4 separate regions of the Sus scrofa genome follow, and regions 1, 2 and 4 are each linked to region 3. A link is a contact called in public HiChIP or PLAC-seq data. All regions are on one chromosome and are shown on one strand. Each heading gives the region's core, a stretch centred on a gene start, on an enhancer-like site or on the middle of the called end of the contact. The rest is flanking DNA. Distances are from core to core; before and after follow the strand shown. Region 1 holds the start of DNAJC1 (dnaJ homolog subfamily C member 1). Region 2 overlaps DNAJC1 (dnaJ homolog subfamily C member 1). Region 3 has its middle 21 kb from the start of TRNAN-GUU. Region 4 has its middle 89 kb from the start of SPAG6.

Region 1 (2,700 bases), core at 49-2,548, 210 kb after region 3:
AAAAATACTTCTAGGGAGTTCCCTTCGTGGCTCAGTGGTTAACGAATCTGACTAGGAACCATGAGGTTGCAGGTTCGATCCCTGGCCTTGCTCAGTGGGTTAAGGATGTGGCATTGCTGTAATCTGTGGTGTACGTTGCAGACGAGGCTCGGATCCCACGTTGCTGTGGCTCTGGTGCAGGTCGGTGGCTACAGCTCCGATTAGACCCCTAGCCTGGGAACCTCCATATGCCGTCAGAAGCAGCCCTGGAAAAGTCAAAAAGACAAAAATAAATAAATAAAAATACATCTAAAACTGCAATAATAGAAGGATTTCTTCAGTAAGATTTACTTCCTGGATGCTGTTTTTGTAAACTTTGTCAAACATAATATATTCTTGCCATGAGAGCAAAAGTAGCTTTATCATTATCCCATGGAACTAAATTCAGCTGGTGGAATCTCAGAAGGGAAAAGCATAAGATCAAACTCAAAACTGGTCAAGCATCCTGAGTTATACAGCATTTTTTCCTTCCCTTCTGCTTCCTTATCAAGAGTAGGGAGTCAGAAAGGAGAAATGTGAGAAAGCTTTGAAGAAAATAAGATTGACATAAGAGAAAGCGATAGTCGTGGAAGAAAAAAAAAAAAAAACGACTTAAAAATAGAGTGGGAAGTGAGACACTGATGGGAAAGAGTGGGGGTTTTTAGCCTAATGTCTTTAAAAACAGACATCAGTTGGGAAAGGAACCCCAGTTGGAAAGCTGCTGAAATGGATACACTACACTTCCCTTAAGACTGTGTGACTTAATGACTTAGCCAGGTTTATTAATTTCTAATTAATTTCTATCAGGCTACCTGTTTTATGGTATTATGCCTGTAAACCTTAATTCATAATTAGAAGTTTACTTTTTGTCTTGGTTCAAATTTAATGTCTTCTTCACCTCTCTCAAGAGGATATTTTATTCTGTAGATCTGCCCCTTTTAGGCCCTGCGTTCAGTTCCTTCTCTTTGCAGATGGAATATTGAAATGTATGCAACAGAGGCTGTAATCAATTAATCAGTCCTCAAACGTGCTTTTAGTTTTGGTAGCGTAAGAAAGTAGCTGCTTCAAAGATACTTGGGATGTTCCAGGTAGATGTGCGATGTCCACAACTACCCACGTCTCTTAATCTGTGTCAATACACGTAGAACTTCTCCAGCGCGCCACGACGAGAGGCACTTCTCCAAGGCCCAGGTCTGGGGCACCGGCTTCCCTACTTCCGGCCCCGCCCCCTCTCCGGAGGTTGCTAGGAGACGTGATGTCACCGGAAGCGAGGCCTGGGATAGGCTGAGGCGAGGGGAAGCCTCTCCCCCGAGCAACCTCAGCTCCCGGCGCTGGCTTTCCAGCTGTCTGTAGGCCTGGGTGAAGGGTAAGGGTCCGCGAAGGGTGGAGCTGACCGCGGCCCCTCCCGCTCTCCCGCCGCTGTGTCCGTCCGCTCCCGCCGCCCCTGCCCTCCATCCAGGACCGGCCGTGGGGCGGGCGACTTCGCGGCGGCTGCCGGTGCTCCTAACTGAAAGGCACTGTTTCCACAGCCCGCGCTGTCCGCCACGTCCCCGGTCTCGGCCGACGGCGCTGCGCGGCGGGTGACCTCTCCGAGCCCGGCGCGATGACGGCTCCTTGCTCCCGGCTGGCCCGGCTTCCTCCGCGCCGCCGGCTCCGGCTCTTGCCGTTCCCGCCGCCGCTGCTGTTGCTGCTGCTGGCGGCCGCGGGCCCCGCGCGCGGCTGGGAGAGCGGAGACCTGGAGTTGTTTGACTTGGTGGAGGAGGTGCAGCTCAACTTCTACCAGTTCCTCGGGGTGCAGCAGGTAAGCGGGGCCACCCGCCCGCCCGAGGGCTGCGCGTTGGGACAGAAACCTGCCGGTCCCGGCGGAAAGGAGGGGGTGGGGCGGACTGTGACCCCGATTCCTCCGCGGGAGCCGGGCATGCGGGGCAAGACTTGGCCATCCCGGGTTCGGCTGCCGTCCTCAGTCCGACCCACCGGGGTCTCCTCGTAACCAGCCTCAGAGGGAATGGCCTGCCTTCCCCAATTCCTCACCGCCCGGCTCCCCTTCTCAAGTTCCGGTCTCAGTGACAGGCTGGAGGTGCCACCAGCCTGGGGTAGGGACCCTTCTCTTTTTCTCTGCCATTCTGGGGAGATTTTTGCGCCAAGCTTTGCTGGAGGAACAAGGAAGAGTGGCGTGGGTAAATCTTTTACTCTTTCCTTTCCTGCCGCGTGAATGTGGGAAAGAGTAGTCGTGTCTCTAAATTTTCATTTTCCCAATTGCACTTATCTGTCTTGTAGCAGCCTCCTTTCCTCTGCCTTTCCGGGAAGGTGGGAATGCATTTTGGTTGGTGTCTGGATGGCAGAAGTTGTTCGTTCTTGCCTAAGTTTGGAATCTATTTAGCCTGTTGGATAGGGTTTGTAGCACAGTTTAGAAATCTGGAGAAACTTGAAACCCCTGCGGTATTGGTCCTGGAATTCGTAGAAGGAGCTCTCGAGTGTTCCGGGACGGTGGAGGCACCTGGGGGGCTCCGGCAAGAGAAGCCCGACCAGTAGCGCAGGATCTTTGTCTTTTTCTTTTCCTTTCGTTTCGTTCTTTTTGGCTTGAGACTTTAACTGGTAACATCCGTTTGTTACTCTGCTTACACCCCGGGAGTGGTGAATGAGAGTGGATATTCCGTCTCTGAATCCTCCTGACAAGAAGAT
Region 2 (2,791 bases), core at 265-2,764, 250 kb after region 3:
CTTCTCTGTGGTAATTAACACTAAATGAAAGGCCATATTAATTAATATAGGCATAATTTTATAGTACAAGCATCATTTTACTGTACTTATAAATTTTATGTTAATATTCTTTTAATTAAAGTAGCCGTGATTTATGAAACAAATTTATTTGCATCCAAATATAAGTTTGATGGCTTACAAAAATTGTACTTGGATATCTATCTCCAAATTAATACGTAAAAAAAAATTTAGCCAATAACCAAAAACGAAACTTCAGTATGAATTAGTAGCTTATTAATGAAGGTTAACTAAATAATGAAATCTGTGTGAGGCAAAGAGTGTATAAAGTGTGTAGAGTGGATTATATACTATATGAATATACTTAAAATATGTACATCTGTAATAAATATTTTATGATACCTTGAGGAAGATGAATTAATTAGTTATTAATAAGAAATAATAGTGTAAACATAAAGAATTGTGTAGAAAAATTTTCAACTTTCTAGTCATCTGTTCTATAAATGCCAGCTAGATAGTATTTTGTTTTAATATTTTGATAAGATCTTAAATAAACCTGTGTTGACTTAGTGCTCTTGTTAACATATTAATTGAACTATAGCATAAAAGTAATAAATAATAGCTAAGTAAACTTAAGTAACTGAAGATGACCTGCAAAAAGGAAACTTTATTAGGTACAGTGGTAGATGTGTGTTAAGCTGTTGTATTATGAAAATACATGTATAGGAATTAATCCAATATTTTAGGTTTTTTTAACCTACATTTTAAACTCATTCCAGACCTGATACACTGACTAGTTTAACAAAGTGTTGAAATTTAAATATTTAACTTGTGTTTAAGTATTCATCTTAGATTTTATGATATTTGATTTGATAATAAATTTTCATTTTTTAAAAAATCCTTTCATTTCCTTTTGCTTTTGTTACTCAGTTTATTGAGAATGTAGCTTTGCTATAAAATGAATTTCAAAGTTCACTTCGAATGTCACCTATTCTAGGCTAAAAGTGTGTCTTTTAAAATTTTTCATAGACTTGTAATAATGTTTGTTAAGAATATTTTGTCAATTTTGAAAATATATGAAATTAAGAAAAGGAGTAATGTTTTATATGTTGGATGGATATTATGTGTATGTAAAGAAACTAATGAAATAACCTTTAGGGTATTTCTAAAGTTTTTTTTCTTACAGGCTAGCATAAGTTCTGCATTTAAAAATAGGTACATTTTATCTTAATGGGTATGTTTTGATGTGATGAAAAGCCTTCCTTTAAACCCTTTTATACTAAAAAACCTTAATATGTCAGAGTTTATCTCTAAATTAAGAATACTTAAGTAATTAATCAGTTATACTCATTTAAATACTTCATAAATAATACATAAAATGGTGTTATTCTAGAATAATAAGAATTTAAACACAAAGTGAAACTTAAATTGCACAAGCTTGCTTGATGTGCTTTTTACATTTAAAGTAGTCATAACTGCTTAAAGACTTAAGAGTAGAGGATCATTCCTCTTTCTGTCTTGAATTCCTGACTTCTTAGTCATGGGCATTTTTCTCTACGTATACTAGTTCTTCTTTCTGATTCATTCTATACAAATGATCATTACAAAAATATACGATTGTCAAGGTTTTGAAAGAGAGTGTTTTGTTATCAGTGTAAGTCCTAATTTGTTTTTTAAATGCTAATTTGTTTTGACATAAAAAATTTTTTATCAAATTGTCTTTACTAGAGTCCCCTGCAAAATCCTGTAGGCTTATAGAACTGTATTTGTTACAATTAGCAAAGTAAGCCTAAATTATTCAGATAAAGAACTAGAAGTATATTATCATCATTCATAGTTTTGTTAGCTTATCAAATTATTTTCCAGATAATTGTGATTTTAATCAATAATAATATCTAAAAGTTTATTTTGTTTTAATTTTAATTTCACGTTTTAATATAGGTCTATTCTGGGTTGGAGTGGAACTATTGAAGACTAGTTTGATTTCTCAGATATTTCTCATGTTGTGATTCAAAGAATGGGATATAACAAAAGTATTAGTACTAATCAATCTGTATTTCCTTACCAACTTGTAGTCTTTAATGTTTAAATCTATAATTATAAACATTTGAAAATCTGCATATTTACTATGTTTAAGGAATGTCAGAAACCATTGCACAAAGTCACTTTAGGAATAAAGTAAACGACAAAATATTGAATCTAAGAAGCACTTAGATGTAATATCGTAATAGTGTCCAAATCAGCACTGATGGAATCAGTATGGAAAATTTCTAATTCCAGGCAGATTGTGTTTGGTGACCTGTAGTGTACATTAGGAATCAAAGGTCAAAAGAAGTTTAGGACAAATTAATAGCATCTCTTCTTTAAAATACTTGCTCTTTATCTCAGCCTCATTCTCCACTTCCTCCCAATTGGAGACTTTCTAGGAAAGCAGTTTTACTAAAAACACATTAAATTAATTCAGAGGAGTAGCTCAAAGAAATTATATCTGTCTTAGTGAGAGGTGAGATGCCACCAGTTATACTGTAGGCAGTACATTTTTAAACCTTTTACTCACCTTGAATAGTTGAAACATTTAAAATTTGAGTATAATATATTTGAATTTTCCTTTTCTATCTTTTCTGTGTACTGCTTAAAAACAAAACAAAAAGTAAAATTCCAGAAGGAAAAGTGAAATAAGCCTAGCTAGCTTAACAATGAAGTTTCAAAAATTTTCCTTCATTTTACCCATGTACGAAAACCGGGAATAAACTATTGAAATAATTTCTGCATTAATTTGAGTATAGGGGTTTTT
Region 3 (2,700 bases), core at 19-2,518:
CCGGGTTATAAGGTGCACGGCAGAGCCGCAGGTGGGCCTGCGCGTGCGTGGCTGGCGCAGTGAGTGGATCGGAAGGTTGTGCCGCCTGCGTCAGAGGAGCGTCTAAGGCACCAAGTTTAGGTGGCGCGTCTGCTTTTTTTGCGAGGTCTGAGAGATTCGAGCACTCCGGGGGCCGGTAGCACGCACAGTGCTCTGTGGTTAGAGGTGACCATGATAGGAGGACGCAGTGACCCAGGGCGCATAGAAGTGAGGACTCTTCTTGGTGCAAAACCAGGGAAGCGCTGACTGAGACGCCCCGGGACCTTGTGCGGTTTGGTTATCATTGCGGTGATCCCGGGTCGCCACATCCAAGGGCTCCGCTCTACCGGCCTGTAGACTCTGTCACTTCCAGCCTCAAGTCACCACACCCCTACAGGGGGAGGAAGGAGGGCCGGGGAAGCAGGAGTCGGCGGTCCTGGCCCATGTTGCCCGGCGGCGAGGAACCCGACGGCGGGTCGGCGGGTCTGGCCGCGGTGCCTCTTTGGCGGCGGCCGCCCCGCACAAGTCCGTGCCGGGAGCTGGGCAGAGACCGGCCGCCGCCCCAGACGCATGGCCTCCCTGCCTGGTGTGCCCCCACTCCTCCTCCCCAGAGGTTCGGGGGCCGCGGATGCCATGAACCTAGCGGTGGGGATGCGGGCGCCGGCAACCCCGGACTCCTCTAGCGCCGGAGATAACATCACTTGGAGCGGAGGACAAAGTCAAGTGCAAGTGAAGAAAAAAGGGGAGGGGTACGAAATAAATGTACCCAGGGCGCAGTTGGACACTGTTACAATGGACCCACTATAAGTAGACGGAAACTAACAGTTGGGGGGTCGGGGGTGAGAAAGCCTGACTTTGTTTCCTGAACTGCCTCCAGTTGCCCCAGAACTTAACCCCAAAGACGCTTCGAGACACCGCCCGCACCGAAAAATCCCTGGGACTTGCACCCCGCAGACCGGCGTCCGGTGCCGCCTCCCGGCCGGGCGCCCCGAGGCTGGCATTGTCCCGTCCTTCCCTCCGGGCCCTACTGGGGCTCCCAGCCGAGCCCGACCTTGGCCGTTCTTCCGGCAGCTGGGAGAGGCCTGGCGGCCTGGGCCCGGCGCCGCGTTGGGCAGCCGGGCTCTGTGTTGGCTGGGGACGCAGCCCCGGCGCGAGCGCGCGAACGAGGCCGCGCCGTCCCCGCTGCCCGGCGCAGGTGGAGGTGCTAGACAGGCCGCCCGCCCCGGGGCGGAATGCGGGCTGGGCCCCCAGCCACCCTCGGAAGGTCTATTTTCAGGCGCCCCTCCCCACACCCCCATCCCTGGCGTGCGTCCTCCCTTCCTCTCCGCCCGTGCCGTTGGTCTTTTTCGGTTTCTTTCCTCGACGCTTCCCGATTCCCCCAGCCCTTCGCCGCACGCGCCCACCACCCGCCCCGCAGGCGGAACTGGAGGGCTCTGCGGGGCCAGGGGGTCGCCGCCGGTCCGGGCGCCGCATCTCCTCCCGGCCGGGGACCGAGGGGGAGGCCGCAGAGCCGCCGGGAGCGGCGGGGGCGGGAGGTGCGCGGAACGTCCAGGCCGGGGAGGGGGCCGCGCCAGCGCCGGGGCTCTGCGTCCCTCCCCATCTGTCGGACCAAAGCTGCTGAAACTGCAGAAATGCGCTGGCGCCCATCCACCGGCTGCAAACAAAACCAAACAAAACGCGGCGAAAGGAAAAGCGAAATGGCGCTGCTGAAAATGGAGCCTCAGCCTTTGAACGTCTTTCTTTCCTCCTCTTAGTTCGTCTAGTTGATGTTTCCAGTCCTTCCACGCCCCCCCTCCTCGGCTTTCCTCCACGTAATCTCTACCCCATCACCCCTTTGCTTTTCTATTGACAACCTCCTTCCCCCGCTTTCCAGTCTTTTCTTTCCCCTCTCGGTTCCTCCTTCTCCATTTTGTGTCACAGGCGCTTCTCTTCTCAGTTCCCTTTCTGGGCTCGCACTCCCCCGCCCGTCTCACTGGCTGTTTTCGGCGTGTCGAGAGCGAAGGTGGTAGGGACGGCGGGGCTAGGTAACGAGTTGGTTTGGTAGAGACAGGTTTTATTTAGAACCCAAACATCTCCTCTAATTAGTCGTGCCCTCGCCCCGCGCCTTCGCCCCCCGCGGCTCTGCGCCCAGACTCGCGCGGCGGCGCCGTCTCAGCAGCCGGGCGTCATCGCCCCGGAGGAGGCTCGGGGCTTACGCAGAAGTAAATACCTTTTAAAAAAGATCTTTTAAGCTGAGAATATCGCTTTTGCAGCGTCCGTGGGGGGGTGGCATAATTTGGATAGGTGGGTTTCATTTTCCCGAGGGACTTCTGAGGACCATTTTAAGAGAAGCGTGCAGAGAAAACAGCAATGTTAAGTGTTTTTTCTTTTTTTGTTTCTTGTTTTTCTAGAGGGAACCCCAAGCACTGTGATAACTTATGTTTTTAAGGCCAAGCTTTTTTGAAAATTACCTTTTCTTTACACGCATAGTTGACTTTGATCCTAAAAAAAAAAAAAAAGAAAAAAAAAAAAAAGGATGAACTCTTTCAAGAGACCGATGCTTTCGAATACATAACGCCCCCCAAATTGTGGGTTCTCGGATAGTTTCTGTAGACGCAGTATGATTTTGAAGTTCAAGGTCTCTAAGCGCTGCTCAGTGAGACAAGGAGAAATAGGTTGTTGCTACATTAAAGATAAAGCAGA
Region 4 (2,700 bases), core at 169-2,668, 170 kb before region 3:
CCAAATAGCGATATCACTATCTCTTAGCTCTTCCTTAACAATCACTGTTGCCAAATCAAAAATCAGGTTTGAAAAGGTCAAGTTTCCTTGTTTCACGCGGTTTTCGGTTTGGTGTTTTTCTCAGAATGCCTTTAAATAATATGTTCCATGTGTGTTTTGTACTCACTGAGTTGGTAAATATTTACGAAGCCCCCAGTACCTGGCCAGGCACTGTGCTAGGCTCTAGAGAAACACAGGGACCAAACGACTCCCAGCTCTCAGAGGTTATGTGGGAGAGAGAAACTAAAAAACAAATACGTAAAATATGCAACATTATCAGGTGGTAAGAAACACTAGGAAGAGAGACAAAAGAGGAGCATGGCAGATCGGCGGTCACAAGCGCCAAGCCCAAGCCTGACTTCAGTGCCCACAAAAAATCTCCTTTGCTCTTTTCTGTCACTGTGGGCTGTTGTGTAACCAGACAATAGACGCCCGCTTAGCGGACTGGAAGCCCCTTTCTGAGACTCAATCGCCTTCCACTTTCTCTGATCAGGCAGTTTCACGGGATATTCATTAAAATCACAAAATAACGGGATCCCCAAATAACTTGAACCCCCAACAGCCCTCTCCTCAGCCCGCGTCAGGTGGGACTCAGCGAAAGGCATTTCGGGGCTGTGAGTCTGCGTGAGCATCGCCCACCGCCAGCTTCTCAGTCCACTTCCCTCTGAGAGAGGAAAAGAAGAGACGTTCTAAAAGGGCCCAAAGAGAACTCGGTCCTCAACAATTTTCACAATCGCTACCACAGTAAAGGAGATGGAGTCAGTTCAAGCGGAGGGCGGCCCTCTACGACTCAGACACCAAGACTCCAAACGGAAAGAAAACGTCGGGAGGGAAGGAGCAGGCTTTCCGGCTTTAATTGACATGGAAAACGTCGCCGGCGGAGCCCGCGGAGGGCGGCCCGGCGGCCATTCAGGAGGCGCCGTTTCGCAACAGCTCTTTTTCCGGAGACAAAGCCTCCTTGTCAGTCTCTCTGCTGCTGCTGCCGAAGCACCACGTTCGGAAGAAGAAAAATAGAGCCGCCGCTCCCGTCAGGCAGACAGACAATAGCTGCGGGCAGGCCGCTCCTCGCCGCAGGGCAGAGCCCCGGCATCTTTGTCTCCATCGCGTCCTTCAAGTCAGTCTCCGCGGGTTGCTGTGGCGAGGCGGCTGCGGAGGGGGAGAAAGAGACTCGGAACCACTCCTCTCGCTGGTTCCGATGCAGCGGCAAGGACGCGGCGGCCACGTCGGGCGGCGGCTGGAGAACGAAGGGCCCGCGCTCCCCTCACGCACGACTCCGCTCCTCAGTGGCGGGGGGGGGGGGGCCTGCGGGAAGTAGCGCCGTCCGCGCGCGGAGGGAAACGGCGGGCGGCGCGCGGTGAGACGCCCGGGCGCCGTGACGCGTCCGCGGAAACGAGCTCCCCCGCCCCCCGCCCGCGGCCCCGCCTCCGCTCCTGGCGGGAGCCCTGGGGCTGCCCCGCGCGGGGAGGCGGCCCTGGAGGCCCGCGGCGGTAGGAGCGGCCAGGATGCGGTGCGGGGGGCGACGGCTCCGGCCTCGCAGGCGTCCCGGCGGGGCCTCGGTTCCGGGCGGTTTGTCGTACACGGCCAGGCCCCACGTGTACCCCTAGCTGGACAGCAGGTGCCGCGGGGCGGGCTCCGGACTACGGCGTGCGCGGCGGCCCGACTGACCCAAGTCGGCCCGGAGTCCCCCCCTCCCCAAGCTCCCCTTCAGGCGCTCCGAGCATCAGGTCCGGTGTCGTGAAACTGGGTGGTTGTGAGGACTCCAAGTGAGCGAATGCAGGTAAAATGCACACGGAGTAAGTTCTCCAAAATAGAGCGAGGAGTGAAAAAGAACCCAGTGTTCATACATGCAGCAACATAGATGGATCTGAAAAAATGCTGGGGGCGGAGGTAGGCAAACACAAAAGACCTTAGTCTGTGTTCATCTGAAAATCTGGAAGAAGCAAAAGTGATGAAAGCAGTTGCCGGAGAGGGTGAAAAAAGCGAGAAGATGGAAGGCCAAGGAGCAGGAGGGAGGATTTGGGGGCGAAAGAACAATTCCATGCCTTGAATAGGAATGGTTGTTACAGGACATACTCAGCTACCAAAATTCAACGCTCTGTAGTCTTCAATGGGTGAATTTTATTATATGTGAATTACACCTCAAAAAATATTGTGGAAGAGAGAGTTAAGGTAGTGGGTAAGGGTGATAGAGGAACATAGAACAGACAGGTTGGTGGGAAATACACTTAAAAAATCTGAGAGCTAAATTGTATGCCATCTCTGAATTGAGTGGCTCCGCCTCCCATAAGAATCAGAGAACAGCCGCACTAGGAATAGATCAGGGCCTAGAAGGGTGCCCTGGACCAGACCTGGCTTATGCACCTCCCTGGTTCGGTCAGTCCCATCTCCGCGTGGTCTTAGCCTGTATGTAGCTCAAGGCAGAGGCCTAACCTCCACGTCCAGGGCTGCTTCTGTCCACAGCCTCCCGCAGGTGAGGATCAGATTTAGGCATGCCTACCCCACACCCAGCCTCTGATGGCTCCTCGCACCAGTCCCAGAGTCAGGTAGAAAACCTTGTTCTTGTCTCCCTAACAATTGCCTGGAAGATCAGGAGGCACACCCAGAAGAGTGGGGCATTGGAGCCCAATGTGGCCAGCATGCGCCAAAGTGAGCAAGCGAAGA

The links. HiChIP or PLAC-seq counts read pairs in DNA pulled down with a chosen protein or histone mark.
Region 1: a contact with region 3 is called in an H3K27ac HiChIP or PLAC-seq map of alveolar macrophages. The contact joins the promoter of DNAJC1 here to the enhancer-like site in region 3. A contact is called at or near these places in 2 of 5 promoter capture datasets (fetal liver and liver), 4 of 47 Hi-C or Micro-C datasets (embryonic fibroblasts, epiblast stem cells, heart right ventricle and 1 more) and 2 of 2 datasets of contacts at active chromatin or transcription factors (alveolar macrophages and skeletal muscle).
Region 2: an H3K27ac HiChIP or PLAC-seq map of alveolar macrophages shows a contact between it and region 3. The contact joins two enhancer-like sites. A contact is called at or near these places in 2 of 47 Hi-C or Micro-C datasets (embryonic fibroblasts and heart right ventricle) and 2 of 2 datasets of contacts at active chromatin or transcription factors (alveolar macrophages and skeletal muscle).
Region 4: an H3K27ac HiChIP or PLAC-seq map of skeletal muscle shows a contact between it and region 3. The contact joins two enhancer-like sites. A contact is called at or near these places in 1 of 5 promoter capture datasets (liver), 1 of 47 Hi-C or Micro-C datasets (heart right ventricle) and 2 of 2 datasets of contacts at active chromatin or transcription factors (alveolar macrophages and skeletal muscle).

The regions. Positions count from the first base shown.
Region 1 is chr10:52,861,515-52,864,214 of Sscrofa11.1, forward strand. It overlaps DNAJC1 (dnaJ homolog subfamily C member 1), which reads left to right and starts at 1,299. Exons shown (of 12, transcript XM_005668160.2): 1 at 1,299-1,819. The coding sequence starts at 1,622.
Region 2 is chr10:52,907,702-52,910,492 of Sscrofa11.1, forward strand. The region is part of intron 1 of DNAJC1 (dnaJ homolog subfamily C member 1); the gene reads left to right. Among named protein-coding and RNA genes, the nearest start is that of DNAJC1, 46 kb to the left of the region's middle. Within about 2 kb of position 1,515, at least 3 of the 83 cell types and tissues checked have an H3K27ac peak or open chromatin away from gene starts, as enhancers often do. A contact at or near this core is called in alveolar macrophages, where this site is marked.
Region 3 is chr10:52,654,338-52,657,037 of Sscrofa11.1, forward strand. No RefSeq gene overlaps it. Among named protein-coding and RNA genes, the nearest start is that of TRNAN-GUU, 21 kb to the right of the region's middle. Within about 2 kb of position 1,269, at least 65 of the 83 cell types and tissues checked have an H3K27ac peak or open chromatin away from gene starts, as enhancers often do. A contact at or near this core is called in alveolar macrophages, epiblast stem cells, fetal liver and 2 more, where this site is marked.
Region 4 is chr10:52,481,878-52,484,577 of Sscrofa11.1, forward strand. No RefSeq gene overlaps it. Among named protein-coding and RNA genes, the nearest start is that of SPAG6, 89 kb to the right of the region's middle. Within about 2 kb of position 1,419, at least 57 of the 83 cell types and tissues checked have an H3K27ac peak or open chromatin away from gene starts, as enhancers often do. A contact at or near this core is called in skeletal muscle, where this site is marked.